2 separate regions of the Sus scrofa genome follow, and region 2 is linked to region 1. Evidence: chromatin contacts called from public Hi-C data. All regions are on one chromosome and are shown on one strand. Each heading gives the region's core, a stretch centred on a gene start, on an enhancer-like site or on the middle of the called end of the contact. The rest is flanking DNA. Distances are from core to core; before and after follow the strand shown. Region 1 has its middle 20 kb from the start of AKR1CL1. Region 2 holds the start of AKR1C1 (aldo-keto reductase family 1, member C1 (dihydrodiol dehydrogenase 1; 20-alpha (3-alpha)-hydroxysteroid dehydrogenase)).

What was found. Hi-C and Micro-C count contacts between places; a contact is called where the count stands out from the background.
Region 2: a Hi-C map of liver shows a contact between it and region 1, with 4 times the contacts expected there. The contact joins the promoter of AKR1C1 here to the enhancer-like site in region 1. A contact is called at or near these places in 22 of 47 Hi-C or Micro-C datasets (alveolar macrophages, embryonic fibroblasts, epiblast stem cells and 11 more) and 2 of 2 datasets of contacts at active chromatin or transcription factors (alveolar macrophages and skeletal muscle).

The regions. Positions count from the first base shown.
Region 1 is chr10:65,538,055-65,540,957 of Sscrofa11.1, forward strand. No RefSeq gene overlaps it. Among named protein-coding and RNA genes, the nearest start is that of AKR1CL1, 20 kb to the right of the region's middle. Within about 2 kb of position 1,432, at least 27 of the 83 cell types and tissues checked have an H3K27ac peak or open chromatin away from gene starts, as enhancers often do. A contact at or near this core is called in alveolar macrophages, epiblast stem cells, fetal liver and 4 more, where this site is marked.
Region 2 is chr10:65,649,098-65,652,374 of Sscrofa11.1, forward strand. AKR1C1 (aldo-keto reductase family 1, member C1 (dihydrodiol dehydrogenase 1; 20-alpha (3-alpha)-hydroxysteroid dehydrogenase)) reads left to right here and starts at 1,276. Exons shown (of 10, transcript NM_001044618.1): 1 at 1,276-1,368.

The DNA of each region.
Region 1 (2,903 bases), core at 182-2,681:
ATAAGTTCCTTTGCATCGTTAAAAATTAGATTCTCCAGGAGTGCCTGTCGTAGCTCAGCGGAAACAAATCTGACTCGTATCCATGAGGATGCAGGTTCGATTCCTGGCCACGCTCAGTGGGCTAAGGATCCCGCGTTGTCGTGAGCTGTGGTGTAGATTGCAGAGGCGGCTCAGATCCGTGTTGCCATGGCTGTGGTGTAAGCCGGCCGCTGCAGCTGTGATCAGCCCCTCAGCCTGGGGACCTCCAGGTGCCTCCAGTGCAGCCCTAAGAAAGACAAAAAGAAACCTAGATTCTCCATATAAGTGATCCCACAGGACATTCGTCTTTTCTGTCTGACTGCTTCACTCAGGATGATCATCTCTCTAGGTCCGTCCAAGTCGCTGCGAGTGGCAAAGCACAGGCTGAGTTGTAGCTTTCGCACTGAGATGGCAGCTGAGCCCTGGGGACCGGTGGGGTAGCCCGAGGGAGCCCACCCTCTTGCCTTCTCATTCCGCCCCATCCCCTCGGCAGCCGCCCCCCTCCCCCGTCCCCAGGGCTCAGCTATGATCTCAGTGCAAAACCTGCAACTCAGTCTACACTTTGCCACTGAGGTCCAGACCAGCGGGTTTAATGAACCCACTAGATATTCCACCTGCATGTCCTATAGGGCCTTTACACTCGGCATGTCCCAAGCAGAAGGGATTATTTCTATGACCTGACAAACCTTCTCGCGCCTCCTTCTGGCTCCTCCATGCAGCTCGATAGTACTGTCAACACCTTGGTTCTTTAAGCTAGAAAACGAGGAGGCTGACGTCCTTGCAATGCCTGCCCCACATTGTCCAAGCCAAGCGTCACGTGTCTTTTCAACTCCGGGCCTGGCATCCTTCACATGTTAGCCAGAATGGACTTCCTAAATTTGATACCAGGTAATCGTTCTCCTCTGCCTAAGATCCTTCCTTAGCCATCCCAGTTGCCAGGATGAAGCTAGAAATGCTCCTTGGTCTCCGCTACCTCTCTGGTTTTGTGGTTTAACAGGCAAACCCTCTCTCCCAAGGACCCTGGCTTGGGTGGGTTTGGATGGGTTTTTACTGGAGCAGTGGCATCGTTTTCTTCTCCGCTTTCAGTGACAAATTCCTAGGGGGTGAGTGCTGTGTTTTACTGTTTGTGGAATTTCCTAAAGCCTAACAGGGAGACAGGCAGCCTGTCTGGAGCCCTTTGTTACAGGGTCCGCCCTGCCCCGCTGTTGCCCGACCAGGCAGCAAAGACAGGAGCCAGGCATCCGGTGACACAGCCCATCGCCAGCCTCGGCTGTGGGTTTTGCCCCAGGTCTTTTCAGTTTCCTCACCTGCGACGTAAGCTGGCTGATGGGAGTTTGGAAATGGTTGGTCGCTAGGCTTTCCTCATAGTTGAATGTTTATGGTCGCCGTCCTGGGCTCATGCAATGTCACAGACACACACTAGAGGGCGGCATTGACCGACATGCGTGAGAAACCCAGCGCTAGACTCCACCTTGGAAGTGTCTTTTGCTTTGTTTCGGTAAATATTAGCGATGAAGACCACGGAGGAGTGAATGCACTTTATCTGTTCAGAGCATTAGGTTGCCTCAAATGAACCTACCTACAAACCAGAAACAGACCCACGGACAGGGACAGACTGTGGTTGCCATGGGGGACGGGGGAGGGAGGGGGATGGACTAGGAGTTGGGGGGGGGGTAGATGCAAACGATTCCATTGAGAATGGGTAAGCCGTGAGGCCCCACTGTACAGCACAGAACTATATCCAGAATCCTGGGATAAACCCTAGTGGAAAGGGATATTTTTAAAAAGAATGTATATATGTGCATAACTAAGCCACTTTGCTATGCAACAGAAATCAGCATAACGTCGTAAATCAACTATACTTTAGCACACACACACAAAAAAAAGTCCAGAGCGTTAGGGTTGCCTGATGTCATTATTTGTCTGGACCAGAGACTCCCTTCCCCAGAAGAGTGGAGGTGATGGGAGTCCCCCCCCAACCCCCGTGAGTGACACAAGTGACGATGCTGAACTTCTTGCAGCCTTTGAGCCAGGATCACGTTCCTTGTGGCCTTCTTTTTTTTTTTTTTTTTTTTTTTTTTTTTTTTTTTTTTTTTTGTCTTTTGTCTTTTTTTTTGGTTGTTGTTGTTGTTGCTATTTCTTGGGCCGCTCCCGCGGCATATGGAGGTTCCCAGGCTAGGGGTTGAATTGGAGCTGTAGCCACCGGCCTACGCCAGAGCCACAGCAACGCGGGATCCGAGCCATGTCTGCAACCTACACCACAGCTCGCAGCAACGCCGGATCGTTAACCCACTGAGCAAGGGCAGGGACCGAACCCGCAACCTCATGGTTCCTAGTCGGATTCGTTAACCACTGCGCCACGACGGGAACTCCCCCTTGTGGCCTTCTGATCCTGTCCCCGGGGGAGGGGGGGGTGGATAACGGATCGGGGGACCTTATAAGAAAACCTCAAATATCTAAAATGATTCCTTGTCAATATTTTGTCGTTGTTTCAGGATGGACATTTTCAGTTTACTCAGACTCTTTTCCTTGCAGGCTCTTTGTGGCCATGGACGAGAACTTGGACGAGAACTTGCTCATAGGGATCCCAAGGGAGCTACGGGGAGATGGGTGTCTCATCGAGCAGCTTGGAGCCGTTCCCGCTGCTGGGGAAGCCGCAGGTTTTGGAAGTACCTGTTATCTTTATTTGTGCAGCACGAAGGGCACAGGCCCTCTGCAGGCTCCAGGGTCCTTCCTGCCTCTCCCGTTCCTGCCTGTTTCAGGGGCTCCTGGGTTTGGGCTGCGTCACTCCACCCTCTGCCTCCAACTATTTTTTTCTTTTTACAGCCACACCTGCAGCATGTGGGAGTTCCAGGGCTAGGGGTTGAATGGGAGCTGCAGCTGCC
Region 2 (3,277 bases), core at 26-2,525, 110 kb after region 1:
AAACACCAGTTGCAACATTGCAAATAAGATTTTCTGTGATCACCCCGATTTTAGGGAGGTACCGAGGTACCGGGAGCTGAGCTGCTGCCCCTTACAGATCAAGGCTGCGCTGCACCCGGCGGGAGGAGGCTGCGGGTGAGTAAAAGCACAGTGAAATGTCCTTCACTCTGTTCTGGATTGTTCCTTACTGGATGTTCACTTGGTTGCTCTAGATTTTTGTTCAGCTGTCTTCCAAATTACCTATGAGGTTTTCCACCCCATTACTGTTGTTTTTTTCCTCTTCTATGTCCACGGGAGACACAGAAGAGGAAAAAAACTTGCTAGCTCACCATTTCACTGCTGACTTTACAAATTAAATTATAATTGGCTTCACAACATTCCATTGTATCACTGTGCCATGATGTCCCCTGTTCCTCCCAAACGTATTATAATTTAACTAGTTTACAGATTTTTCTTTTATGCGCAATGCTGAGAAAGATAATAAATTATGCAAAATACTTCTCATTTGGGGTTTTATATAATGAGATTTTTCTAAAAATTATATACTGGTCAAAGAGTATAAACACTCTAACATTCTGTTTGCAAATTGCACATGATATCCAGAAACTATTTTTAATTAATTTTCAGTAAGCACTTTGACAGAATGTTTTTTTGGGTTTTTTTTATTACCTTTTCAGGCTTATACCCCTGTCAGGATATTTATGCCAATGGAAAAGTTAAAAAGGCAAATTTTCTTTCAATTTGAAATATTTCTTTATTAAAGTTTAACAATTTGAAAATTGCTAATTAATCTTTCATTTAAATTGTGCATTTGTTTGTGTGTGTGGTATAATATAGCTAAATGTTTCAAAGTCCCTTGATCAAGAAGAAAAAAACAAAAAAAGATTGGAAATGGAAATGGAAAAAAGCAAAAAAAGATTAGTATGTGCAGTTTTCTAGTCTCACAAATGGTCAACATTCTCTTGTAATAATTTATTTAATGTTGAGTGGATCCAAACTTTAAAATTTATTCATTAAAAATGTGAGTTAAACTTTTGCAAGGGATTAATGATTTATTTGTATTATATAACAGTTTACTTAGGACTACGCTGATAAAAGTACAAACAAGTTAATTGGTTTCAGTTATATTTTTACTCCATGGGAGCTGCTTTAACCTTTTGCCTCCTATAACCTATTTGCTATGAGCTGTACAGTGCAGTTGGGCTATTAACTTCCTACCATTTATAACCTTTGAAGGCAAAAGGAAAATATACAGAGTCTGCTTCCTCAGAGGAGCAGCAGTCCATGGATCCCCAAAGCCAGTGTCTGGAGCTTAATGATGGTCACCTCATTCCTGTACCATGATTTAGCACCTTTGTACCTGAAGAGGTAACAGGTGTGGTCTTGGGGTTGAGGGTTCAGAAGCAAATGGATGTAACACGAGTGGAAGCCCACTTGGGTTGTCAATTCATTGAATTCCTGTGTGACTCCGGGAGGTGCTCTTGTTTCTCGTAACCAGGAGGAACCATTCCTCGTGATGGAGGTGGGAGTTGGGTGGGAAGTATTCAGTATCAGCCTTTACTCTGCACTGGGGTCTGATCACGTAGTCACCTGCAGGTTATTCTGGGCTGCCCCCAGTTTCTATCACTTTCCCAGCTTGGCAGAAAAGATGAAGCTCGGCCGACTGTCAGCCGCTTTGCTTTTTTTTTTTTTTGGCTTGTTAGGGGCCACATTGGAGGCTCCTGGGCTAGGGGTCAATGGGTGCTGCAGCTGCCAGCCTACACCACAGCCACAGCAATGCTGCAACCAAGACCCACACCACGGTCCACAGCAATGCTGGATCCTTAACCCACTGAGCGAGGCCAGGGATAGAACCCACATCCTCGTGGGTACTAGTCAGGTTCATTTCTGCTGAGCCGCAAAGGGAACTCCCACTCTATGTGCAATTTACCTGTCAATTCAATACTATTCTAAAAATAATCTGTTATTTAAAATAAACAATGCATAGTTAGATTTTATTACTTCTCAGTTTATTACCTTTAATTTCCAAAAACAAAAAACAAAAAAAAAATCATTTTTTTGGAGCATCTGCTAAAAGTCAGATTTTATGACTATCTCATGATACCACCCTTAAAGGATTTGATACTCTTGCAGCCAAGATGTCAGTGTGTCTTTTTTCTTTTTCTTTTTCTTTTTTTGGGCCATGCCAACAGCATGCAGAGGCTCCTGGGTCAGGGATCTAACCCCATCATAGCAGTGATCTGAGCCACTGCAGTGACAAAGCTGGATCTTTAAGCCACTGCTCCACAAGAGAACTCCCAAGATGACAGGGAGATGTAATAGTTCTCAGGTCTGTGGAGGTGAACTGGCATGGAGTAGAAGGCCAAATTCTGGTAATCCCTACATCTTATGCATTCTGGTGAATTCACTGTAGCAGAATTGTATGGTAGTCTTATTCCTAATTTTTTTGAGCAGTTTCCACACTATTTTCGATAGTGGCTGCACCAATTTGCATTCTCATCAATGGTGTACATATTCCCTTTTCTCCACACCCTCACAAATACTTGTTCTTTCTTGCCTTTTTGATAATAGCCATTCTAATAGGTGTGAAATGATCTCTCATTGTAGTCTTGACTTTCATTTCCCTAATAATTAGTGATGCTGAACATCTTTTCATGTGCTTGTTGGCTGCTTGTATGTCTTCTTTGGAAAAATGCCTATTCAGATCCCCATTTTTAAATTTTGGTGGAGTCTTTGGGCTTCTTTATATGCAAAATTATGTCATCCACAAACAGTAATGTTTTGTTATTGTTGTTGCTGTTGCTGGGTTGTATGAGTTCATATATTTTCTTCTCAGAATTATGACTTCCAAATATCTTCTAATATTCCACATCTTATTTTTTCATTTTGTTGGTAGTTGCCTTTGCTATGCAGAAGCTTTTCAGTTTGATGGAGTCCTATTTGTGTATTTTTGGTTTTGTTTCCCTTGCCTGAGGAGACAGATCCAGAAAAATATGGCTAAGATTGATGTCAAAGACCATACTGCTTGTGTTTTCTTCTAGGAATTTTATGGTTCCAAGTTTAATGTTCAAGTCTTTAATTCATCTTGAGTTGATTTTTGTGTATGGTGTGCAATAATATCTAGTTTCATCTTTATTTTCTTTGCATGTGGCTGTCCAGTTTTCCCAGAACCATTTATTGAACAAACTGTCCCTTCTCCATTGTATGTTCTTTGCTCCTTTGTTGTACATTGATTATGTGTGGGTTTGTATCTGGGCTATCAATTCTGTTTCACTGA